Linked DNA regions of Hordeum vulgare: region 1 is linked to region 2. Evidence: chromatin contacts called from public Hi-C data. All regions are on one chromosome and are shown on one strand. Each heading gives the region's core, a stretch centred on a gene start, on an enhancer-like site or on the middle of the called end of the contact. The rest is flanking DNA. Distances are from core to core; before and after follow the strand shown.

What was found. Hi-C and Micro-C count contacts between places; a contact is called where the count stands out from the background.
Region 1: a Hi-C map of seedling shows a contact between it and region 2, with 3 times the contacts expected there. The contact joins the promoter of LOC123448284 here to the promoter of LOC123448282 in region 2. A contact is called at or near these places in 3 of 6 Hi-C or Micro-C datasets (leaf and seedling).

What each region holds. Positions count from the first base shown.
Region 1 is chr4H:164,226,944-164,232,685 of MorexV3_pseudomolecules_assembly, reverse strand. It overlaps LOC123448284 (myb-related protein MYBAS1-like), which reads right to left and starts at 1,921. Exons shown (of 3, transcript XM_045125137.1): 1 at 1,629-1,921; 2 at 1,368-1,497; 3 at 544-1,283. The coding sequence starts at 1,749. The coding sequence ends at 818. It overlaps LOC123448285 (a long non-coding RNA gene), which reads left to right and starts at 2,327. Exons shown (of 2, transcript XR_006631649.1): 1 at 2,327-4,777.
Region 2 is chr4H:163,667,995-163,673,629 of MorexV3_pseudomolecules_assembly, reverse strand. It overlaps LOC123448282 (ciliary rootlet coiled-coil protein 2), which reads left to right and starts at 2,730. Exons shown (of 18, transcript XM_045125132.1): 1 at 2,730-2,888; 2 at 3,249-3,312; 3 at 4,291-4,384; 4 at 4,464-4,572; 5 at 4,657-4,695; 6 at 5,225-5,308; 7 at 5,383-5,444. The coding sequence starts at 3,252.

The DNA of each region.
Region 1 (5,742 bases), core at 672-3,171, 560 kb before region 2:
TAATCTGCGACTTCCTGCTAATCTTATGTGTCGTATACAATCTAGCATTCTTTTGTTCTAGCAAAGTCTAATGCTCAGCCTTTTTAAGAGAGTTGAAGTGATAGGCCACTCACTCTGCACTAAGTCTGTCAATTCCACTCAGATCACATATGCATACAGATGTTTGTACAGCAGCCTCAGTTTGTAATTAAAAACATATGTTTTCAGGGTCCGCGTGTTTATTTGAGAAATACTTGTTCTCTTTGACGTTCCTTAGGTTCCAGAAGCCATTTTATCAAGAGCTTCAATCTCAACATCCTGTGGAAGGAAATGAGAGTGTAGTAGCAAGAACGATTTGAAGAAATAATGCTGATTCTGTACCCATTTTCCTCTTCTTTTGTTTGCACCTTGAGATACGACCATAGAATCTCATGGCCCTGTTTGTAGCTTTAGAATCAGGTGGGGGAGGATATTACAATTCCGATAGTGAAATGGTGTATAATGCACATTTGTGTCAGTCTAACATTTTTACCAAAATACCATTGGAGATTGACTGCTTTATCATGCAGATAAATTGCTCTCGCATTCCATTCTGTGAAGGGCAAGAGACATAAGCTATTTTACACACTACATAGGCACACACATCGTAAGCAGACCTGAAAATTTACAATGTTACAGTAGATTTGTAAATATTTAGATCACCCTCCATACTAATGCAAACATAGCTACTGGCAAGCATATACATGTTTATGCAGACATAGCTACATAGGTAGTGGAAATCTGTTAAGCACATATATGTATCTTAGTAACCTGACCTCGATCCTGACAGCTTGAACCTTCAATAGCAGGAACGTTCTCCATTACCATAACCAAATTGTGGAGCTAACATTTTGAGATCACCATTGTCCATCTTCCAGATTACCCCGGGAGGGCAGTAGTGATCTCCTATAGTGAATGGCAGCAGAGGAGATGGGAGATTGCTGCATGATGTATCATCAATGGGCAGCATGGCCGGTGCCTCTATCTCCTTCCATATCTGGTCCATAGAATATCCATCCATGACACTCTGGTTGCTCTTAAGTACACTTGAGAAGCAGGTAGTGCCATTATGAGTGCTGCTTTCATCCATCCTGATTATTGGTGCAGTTTCAAGGAGGCAGGATTGGTATGTAAATGATGATGAGGAGGAAGAAGGTGACATGTCTGTCTTCCTCTCCTGTGCTTTCTTCCTCATGTGTGTCCTCCAGTAGTTCTTGATCTCATTGTCCGTACGCCCTGGCAGTCTGCGTGCTATTCTAGACCACCTATACATAGAGAGGATGTTAGTGTGTTTCACCTGTTTTAGATGAAAAAAGGCTGCTTTAGTAAGATCTTCTTTTGGACCAAACCTGTTACCCCATCGAGCATGGAGCTCAATAATAAGGTGTTCCTCTTGCGGCGACATGCGCCCATGCTTGAGGCCAGGGTGGAGGTAGTTGACCCACCTGAGGCGGCAGCTTTTGCCTGTCCTGTTAAGTCCTACATGGTCATAGATAAGGTGATGTATGAAGATAGTTGGTTAGAGATAATGATATTGCGTGCTGTTTGCATCTTTGTGCCAAGGATTGCAAAAATGGCTACCTAATTTGCAGGTCTCCCACCCCTCAAACCTGAGACTTTGGCAACGAAATCCCAGCGGCGATCACCGAACAGGCGGACAGTGCATACCAGTTGCAGGTCCTCCTGCTCTGTCCATGGCCCCTTGCGCATCTCATCTTGCACTGTCACCATCACTAGCGTTGTTCGCTTCTACCTTGGATGGGCTGGGAGCCTGCCTTGTTGCTCTCCCTCCTCTGTGTGCTTGTGGGCTCCAGTTTCAGGCTTATATCCTTGATGAACTCCAGCCTGATGGGAAGAAGGTTGGTATTAGTGAAAGGAAGCCACTTTGTCTTAGTTGTGCACTGGTTTGATGGCTCTTGCCTCTCATTTATAGACAGGACAAGAAGGCTCTCGTGGGGCCTCTTTGCGTGGTGGGCCTGATATAGAGAATCATCGATGAGGTTGTCCTTGGATTAAAATTGCCTTCCCTTGTCTCTTGCTCTATGGTACAAACTGCAGAAGGGTATGGTACTACATATACTGGATTTGGATTGCATCTAACTCTTGTTTCTTGCCGGTTTACTCTATGAGTTGACTTCACCAGTTTTGATTAATAGCACACTCATGTTCCCCCAAAAAGTAGAGCAATCTGTGCATGTAAGTTGTGGTTCATTATTTTGTGTGTAGGCATATTTACGAAAATTACTTTTGAAGTGAAGGCAAAGACATGCAATTTTGTTAACTGAAATGCAAAATAAATGAAGCAAACCGTAAAACGTGATGTATTTTCATAACCATTTGTTGAGTAAGTGTATGCTTATTTCCCTTTTACTTGATTTGAAATATTTTAGTACTCATTTTCTTATGTACAGATATATGCACTTCATTTAAATAATTAGTCCAAAGGCACGACGAGCAGGTATTATTATGTTTCTCAAAAGTAGAAAGAGAAAACATAATTACTCTGGGTTCCATTTTCTATACTTCTATACAATAATTTCATGCTCTTAGCTTTAGCATCAAATTCTTTGGCAAAACAAACGGCAAGTTTGAAGTCTGAACTGGACTGTTGCGGGTGCGTGTTTCTTACAGGAACTTCGTTGGGAACCTATAATCTTTTACATCCGGATACTGCAGTTCGAGCATGCTGATACGGACCACCTCAATATTTTTGTTTCTACATGGTTCACATGCATTTTACAAATGGATCTTGACAGATCTTTATGAATCAGAAAACCCCCGATACTGTGTGTTGTTTATGGAAAATTCAATAGTATGTTCTCATTTTGGTTACTTCTTAGACTCTTAGTAGATAATAAGCTGTGAAGTATGTCTGTTGAGAATTGTTTTATGCTAGTCCATGAGTGTCCCTACTTGCTTTAGGGACATATATTCGTAGACTCGTAAGACTCACAGGCCACATATGCTAGTCTACGATCTTTACACAAATCAGGCTACATATGTAGGTTGACATAATCTTCTCTCGATTCTTCCGTATTTTATTTCTCCTGGATGTGAAAAGCATGTTTCCTTTCTGCCAGCCATTATCATTGGCATAGGGGACTTTATCTTTTCCTTTCTTTTCAGTCATTATCTCACACACAACAAAATATCTCGGGCTATACACAACTCCAACACAAAGTATGCGATTGCACGACTTGCCACTCAATACGCAATAAGAGCAAGTTTTTGTGCATCTATACTGACTACTATAGTGAGCTATGTAGTGGATATGCACTATACTGATGTTGTTTCCCTTTTAAATGCTTGGGTATTCCTTTCGTCGGATTTGGTTCATATACATAGGCCGTCTGTGCTATATTGAGACGCCCTTGGTTATTGAATATGACCAAAATGTAACTAGATACTCGATCTTGCGTAGATCCCAATTTCCACTCATTTGCTGACTTCTGTATACTACATCCGCCTTCATGGAGGCAGTAGCTAAGAAAAGTCAGGCAGGTATGTGGACAGTAGGGTCATAAGCAGTATTTTATCCTCATGGCCTAACTTCTCCATTGCTATGGAATTAATTATTTTTTTGTTTCTTTCTGGAGGTTCCCTCAGCACAAAAAGATAAATACAATTTTTCCATGACCAGGAGCAAGCCAGGAAGGCATGGAAGCAGCACTGATGTGGAGGCCACCAACCTGTCAATCTTGCAGTCCACTTTGTGCTCTACACCTTTTTATCTTGGGCATCTTTACTTCTGAAGGCTCCCCATACACTGCAGTTGTTTTCGCATCTGAGCTCTTCTCGCTTGCTTCTTCATTGGAACACTGATCAGTCATCATCAGTGTGGTGACAATTAGTAGTTCCTCTTCCTATGCCCATTGAATGCATCACGTAGGTCAGGTCCTTTTCTCATATATATATGTGTCTCAAAATCCTTTCATTTTTTTTGAGAGATCCTTCCAAAAAAATTATGCTCCTTGGCCTTTGGAAAGAAGGCTAAAATGTCTTCTGAAAATAAATGCTTGGGCTCACTTATGTTTCTTCTCCTTTTCTTTAATACATTTTGGCTATAACCTTGAAGTTCACCTACATATTTTGTTTTCGAGAAAAAGCAAAGCTTGCGTTTCTATCTATTGAAATCGGAGAACCACATGTTCTTTTCTTTGCACCGCACAAGTTTTCCATCAATTCTTGTGTTTCTCAGTGTCAACCTGAACCTTGTGGCGCATGTACGTTGCCAACTCACTAGTGCAGTCTAACAAAAAAAATCAAGTCTTATTGCTATGCTTAGCAAATACTCCCTCCGTTCACAAATACAAAATGTTTTGGATGTTTTAATATGGAGTACATACAGACTGGAACGAGTGAACAAACACACTAAAACATGTCTATATACATCTGATTCAGAAACAAGTAAGAACGTCTTATATTTGTTAACGGAGGGAGTAATTGGTAAAATGCAATAATGGGTTTATATATAGCCCATGACTTGGTATGTGAATTCTTGCAGGGTGGTGAAATTGACCAGAAAGTGGGTAGCAGGGGTTATTGCCTTTGGTAGGATAAGATGGTGAAATGTTCTTAGATTAGGATATTCTTGCTTTCGCTTGAGCAGATTGATTTTTGGTTCGTTTTAATTCTCCATTTCTTGTGGTGTACATCAGTTGCCAGGAGATAACTCTCTTCCTATGATGATGGTGACCACCACAAACCACGAGACGACGGATGCGTCAAGTTCATTTCAAAGATTATGGTGACAAGCACTGTAAGTATTCAGAGATTTTACACCTGGAGTGGTTATCTGTGAAATGGTAGAAAAAACCATGACTTCCGACGGATGATGTGAGCTTGTGGTGCTCTGATCTCGGTGATGATGTGGATGCCCGTGGCCGCTGAATTTCCACTCTTTTTATCCTGATTTCGCATGTGGGGGTGGGGGTGGGGGTGGGGGTGGGGGTGGGGGTGACGACGGCGACGGCGACGGAACCAAAGCCCACCACCCAATTCCGTGTGATTTGGTGTCACCCCGCTCAAAGTAGGAGCAAAAGCAGCGTCCACTGGATGTTGGAAAATTAAGGATATATGCTTTTTGGCCTGCGCCGTGAGGTTTAATGACACATGATGGGATTATGGATTGACGCGACCGGGGTGCACCTGTCATGCCATAGGGCTTAGTGGATGTCATCTTATCGTCGACGTACGCCACCATTAGCGGAAAGGAAGAAGATCGCCGTGTGGCCATGATCTTGACATGTGGATCGCTACTACTAGTACTAGAGAACGGTGCAGTTGGTCTGGATGGTCATTAGGCCCGTCCAATATGTGTCACCAGCTATAGTTCTTTTATACGGTGAATAGTAGATGAGCATGTGCCCCAGAGTTGGCTGTCTATCACCGACCAGATGCCAGCCTTGTTTGTTGTTACTTCCTCATTTCTATTTAGATCAACTCCAACCTTGTGACCCAAACAGACGTCCGTTTTGTTTGTTTTTTTATCCATTTGAATCGGTGTGTCCATCCTTTATTGAAAATGGATCGGTACGATCCATTTTTCGTCAGTGCTAAACATTTTTCAAAGGTAAAAAAAGATCTACGGCCATATATCATGCTAGCGGCCATGCCAGCGTCAAGAGTTTACGCCAGTGGTTGGCATACATATGCCAGGCTAAAAAAACGTAGTTTTTGAGCTGAGCGCACTTGCCAGCGGGCGGGCACACAAGAGCACACAAA
Region 2 (5,635 bases), core at 1,481-3,980:
ACAGCCGCATGCAGAATCGACGGGGCGTGAGGCGCGACTGACCTTGGAGAAGGGCGCGGTGTAGAGGAGCGCGGCGGATGGAGAGGTGACGGGGCGACGAGCACAACCGGCGGCGGCAGCGAGGATCGGGATCGGGATGGGGAGGGAGTTGGGACTGGGGGAGGCGGATACGTGTGCTCGTGTTAGCGAATTTTTTTCCGTTGGGCTGATTTCTGGGCCACGTCAAACGCCGGGTGGGCTGCCTGTTTTACGCGCGTGTGTCAATCGTACGTGGAAGGTGATCGAGGTTGAACCATCACGACGGCAGATCCTCCTTTAATAGTAGAGATACGTGGGCTGGATCATTAGTTAAGTAAGAAAAAAAAGGAAAGGATTTCGCCCATGCAAGTCAGCAGAAAAACTGAACCAAATCTCGATGAGAAGCAACAGAGTACGAGAGGTGGGAGGTGGGTGCACCGGAGGCGAGTTGGGCTGGTTTGGCCCTGACGGTATTGCGGGCGAGGAGGCGGCAGAAGGTCACAGCGCGGTCGCCCTGCAGCCACGTCCCCAGCAGCTTAACCCCTTCCTGCAGCAGCAGGGCACATCACAGAGGTCATCGTCGGAGCAGATTTGGGGGCAGAGCAGAGGAGAAGGGAGCAGGGTACTCACATCGCGGGGCCTGACGCGGTCGGAGGCGAGCTTTTGGACGACCTCCTCGACGTCGCGCGCGGTCGCCATGGCACAGCGCCCACGGCAGCCAGATGGAGGCGGCCTCCTCCTCCTGACCGAGCACGGCAACGACGATAGCCACATGGAGGGGTCCTCCCTCCTCCCGCTGCTATCCGGTCCTCCCTCCTCCCGCTGCTATCCGGTCCTCCCTCCTCCCGCTGCTATCCGCTCCTCCCTCTCTCTTATCTCTTTCTCTCCCCCTCTCTCTCTTTCTCTCCCCCTCTCTCTCTACCAAGGCGGGCGCAACGGAAGGGGGGGGAGTACCTGCAGTGGGGCCGACGAAGCCGAGCGCGACGACCCACTGGCTGGCGATCCCAAAGTGGCTGTGCGGGAGCATGCTGCACCCTTCGCCGCCGAGGCTCTGCACGCGCAACAGAAACACTCGTCAGTCCCCGCCACCGTACAGACAGCCGCATGCAGAATCGACGGGGCGTGAGGCGCGGCTGACCTTGGAGAAGGGCGCGGTGTAGAGGAGCGCGGCGGATGGAGAGGTGACGGAGCGACGAGCACAACCGGCGGCGGCAGCGAGGATCGGGATCGGGATGGGGAGGGAGTTGGGAGTGGGGGAGGCGGAGACGTGTGCTCGTGTTAGCGATTTTTTTTTCCGTTGGGCTGATTTCTGGGCCACGTCGAACGCCGGGTGGGCTGCCTGTTTTACGCGCGTGTGTCAATCGTACGTGGAAGGTGATCGAGGTTGAACCATCACGACGGCAGATCCTCCTTTAATAGTAGAGATACGTGGGCTGGATCATTAGTTAAGTAAGGAAAAAAAAGGAAAGGATTTCGCCCATGCAAGTCAGCAGAAAAATTGAACCAAATCTCGATGAGAAGCAACAGAGTACGAGAGGTGGGAGGTGGGTGTACCGGAGGCGAGTTGGGCTGGTTTGGCCCTGACGGTATTGCGGGCGAGGAGGCGGCAGAAGGTCACAGCGCGGTCGCCCTGCAGCAACGTCCCCAGCAGCTTAACCCCTTCCTGCAGCCACGTCCCCACGTCCCCAGCAGCTTAACCCCTTCCTGCAGCAGCAACATGGCACATCACAGAGGTCATCGTCGGAGCAGATTTGGGGGCAGAGCAAAGGAGAAGGGAGCAGGGTACTCATATCGCGGGGCCTGACGCGGTCGGAGGCGAGCTTTTGGACGACCTCCTCGACGTCGCGCGCGGTCGCCATGGCACAACGCCCACGGCAGCCAGATGGAGGCGGCCTCCTCCTCCTGACCGAGCATGGCAACGACGACAGCCACATGGAAGGGTCCTCCCTCCTCCCGCTGCTATCCGGTCCTCCCTCCTCCCGCTGTTATCCGGTCCTCCCTCCTCCCGCTGCTATCCGGTCCTCCCTCCTCCCGCTGCTATCCGGTCCTCCCTCCTCCCGCTGCTATCCGGTCCTCCCTCTCTCTTATCTCTTTCTCTCCCCCTCTCTCTCTTTCTCTCCCCCCTCTCTCTACCAAGGCGGGCGCAACGAAAGGGGGGGGGGAGTACCTGCGGCGGGGCCGACACGGCCGAGCGCGACGACCCGCTGGCTGGCGATCCAGAAGTGGCTGTGCGGGAGCAGGCTGCACCCTTCGCCGCCCAGGCTCTGCACGCGCAACAGAAACACTCGTCAGTCCCCGCCACCGTACAGACAGCCGCATGCAGAATCGACGGGGCGTGAGGCGCGACTGACCTTGGAGAAGGGCGCGGTGTAGAGGAGCGCGGCGGATGGAGAGGTGACGGGGCGACAAGCACAACCGGCGGCGGCAGCGAGGATCGGGATCGGGATGGGGAGGGAGTTGGGAGTGGGGGAGGCGGAGACGTGTGCTCGTGTTAGCGATTTTTTTTCCGTTGGGCTGATTTCTGGGCCACGTCGAACGCCGGGTGGGCTGCCTGTTTTACGCGCGGGTGTCAATCGTACGTGGAAGGTGATCGAGGTTGAACCATCACGACGGCAGATCCTCCTTTAATAGTAGAGATTAACATACACGTGGAGTAGTGTGAACCCTAAAAAAAAAACGTGGAATACTGTGAAGAAGAGCATACAGCCGCTCGGACCCACAGAGCCTGCGAGGAGGAGCGACCATCTGGATTTGGGACATCTCTCGAAACCTCGTCTTGTCCTCCTCGGAGCCGGCGGCGAAGCGGCGGCGCTCTTCTCGACGACTGCCTGGAGGAGACGAACCCGCACATAAGTCCGCGTGGATTCAAGGTAGGCTTTGCTGAATCCCAGTCGAACCTATGCCTAATTTTTGGCCGGATTAGCAGGCTAGGGTTTCGTCCGCGTTTTAGCAATTGTGTCGATTCCCAGTTCGAAATCTTGGGAGAAATCCGTCCATGTCCCCTGTACTGCAGCACATTTTTTCTCCCACTTCTTCTTTGGTAGGAAGAAGCGGGTCTAGGGGATCGCTCCTGCTTCGTTGCAAGCCTGGGGTAGTACTATTGTGGTCAGAACTTGAGGCTTCCGTTGCACGGCTTTGATGTTTATGTTTACATGATGGCATGTAGTATATCAATTCATTTGCATTTTTATTCAAGAACATTAGTCTTATTCTATCTATTTTTTCTGTAGAAAATGGATGAGAAGCCATACGATGGTGAAGTATTAACTCGTCGAGTTGAAGAACTCCAGCGGGGTACTCACTCATATTTGTCATATATAAGATTGTCATTCATTTGTTTATACATTAGGTGATAACCCTAAATACTGCTTGTTTGCTGTGCCAATTGAAGTTGTTTGCATTAGATAAAACACTTCGGCCTGCAGATTAGTTTGGCTACATTGTTTTCTTTGTGCAAGTAGTTCAATTCAGTGCCCTCACTTACCCCTTTTTGGAATGGAGGTACTCCATTGGAAATTCAAGGGGGAATAGTACTAGTTCCTGGTTTCCTTCAGTAATTACTTCAAGATATAAAAGTGATATATACTCTGATATAAAGCGATATGTACTCCATTGGAAATTCAAGGGGGAACTCTAGCCTATGCACTTCAAGATATAAAAGCGATATGTACTCCATTGGAAATTCAAGGGGGAACTCCAGTCTATGCACTAGAGTTCCTTCCCTGATAATATGTACCCTGTCATAACTTAGCTATTCTCACATATTTGAGTAGATATTTTTTGCGAAGGATGTACTAGTTATTTTTAAAATTTTGTTCACTTTGTTAGCGGTGGCTTGCTGTACAAATTGGGAAAATACATGAAGTAGCTGCTGAAGTCCTTGGCTAATTCTGTTACATACATTGTTTCTGATAGACATTTAATGAGTCTTTATAATATTTCCAACCTTCTACAGCTTCGTTCAGCCATAGGAGTATTTCAGTATGCAGCAGTGTTGCTTCCTTTGGATACCATGTGTACATGGATAACATGTTGGGAAGTGGAAACTATTGGCAGATGTTACTAGTAATCAGAGATTTTCGATGGAAGATCAATGTGCCTATTTTCTCATACTTCAGATTGATGTCCTTTTGAATGGAGAGAACACCATGTTCTGTTTTCTCAAAGCTGCTAATGTAGACTATTGTTTTGGGAATAGTTCTAGTTTTCATTCTCTATTTCTTTTTTGGGTGGGATAGGTGCACACTTATTGATTGAAATATTCTTTGGCAGAACGTGATGAACTGAGAAAAGATATCGAGCAATTATGTATGCAACAAGCTGGGCCGGGTTATGTTTCTGTTGCAACTCAAATGCTTTCTCAGAGGTGCTACTATATGTTCTGTCCATGTTCCATCGTTATCATTGTAGCGGAAGTAAACCAATGTTTTGTTTTAACTATCCAGGACAACAGCTCTGGAGCAGGATATTGAGATCCTTCAGAAGAAGTTAAGTGGATGCTTAAGAGAGAACCAAAATTTGCAAGAGGAGCTTGCTGAGGCTTATCGAGTTAAGGTGTGCTTCTCTTCCTTGCTGTACTATTGTTTCTATCTGCATTTCTTTTTCTTTCTTCTAATGAGTGCGTTAATTAAATTTCAGAGCCAGCTTGCTGATTTATATGGTGCTGAGCTATCAAAGGTTTCATACTTTGACTTGTACAATTGACTGTTGTTGTTTTGTCAACAATGTTGTAACTTCTGCTGACCAATGTTTACTGGCAGATAATTTTATACTTGTTCTCCATCATCCACGTACGAGCAGTACAGGGAGTGCAGTCCCTTGAGCTTGAACATGGAATGACATATCTATGCTCACTTATAGCTAGAACCCACATATCATTCAGACAGTGCACAACTAAGCAAAGGGCCCCCAAACAAATCCACTAATAGTTGTGCTTAGTCAAAATCTGCAGCCTGAAAGTGAAGTACCATTTCAAGCATGATAGGCATATTCAGAGTCTTGGTTAGTCTTTTTTAGTGAAGGAACCCTTTGGGGCTTTTGCTTAACATTAATTTCACTTCAGTTAAATTGAAATAGACAATAAAGGCCTCATATGCTTAATATTTTGTGGAATTTAGGTCACTAATTCTTTAACCTCCTAAAGTTCTGTTTACAAGCAATCTAGCTTATTGTGGAAATGACCCTCTATCCTGCAATGACAATGCAGACCAAGGAGCTAGAGCAGCAAGTGAGGTTTTTCCAGAGCAGCGTTGCTCAAGCATTTGCTGAACGAGATGGTTCATTGTTGGAGGTTCTTCTTGATTTACTTATTAAGTCAATTTTGCATCTAAAGATAATGCTTTACATGACATTTGAAATTGGTAGTGTGAGAAAGCAAAGGAGCGAGAAGAAGCAGGGTTAAAAGTGTGCGCTACCTTTGAGGAAAGGTACTATTACTCATTTCCTATTTCACATGTCTTCAATTGTCCTCTGGTATTTAAGATATAATTGGTTTAAAAAAGGAAGATGAAATGTTAATGTGTTGTTTCACTAAGTTCCCCAGAGGAGAGTATAATGGAAACTGACTGGTATCTACAATATTAAAGATCTTAGCAAATAGGTGGTCTTGCAGGGTTTT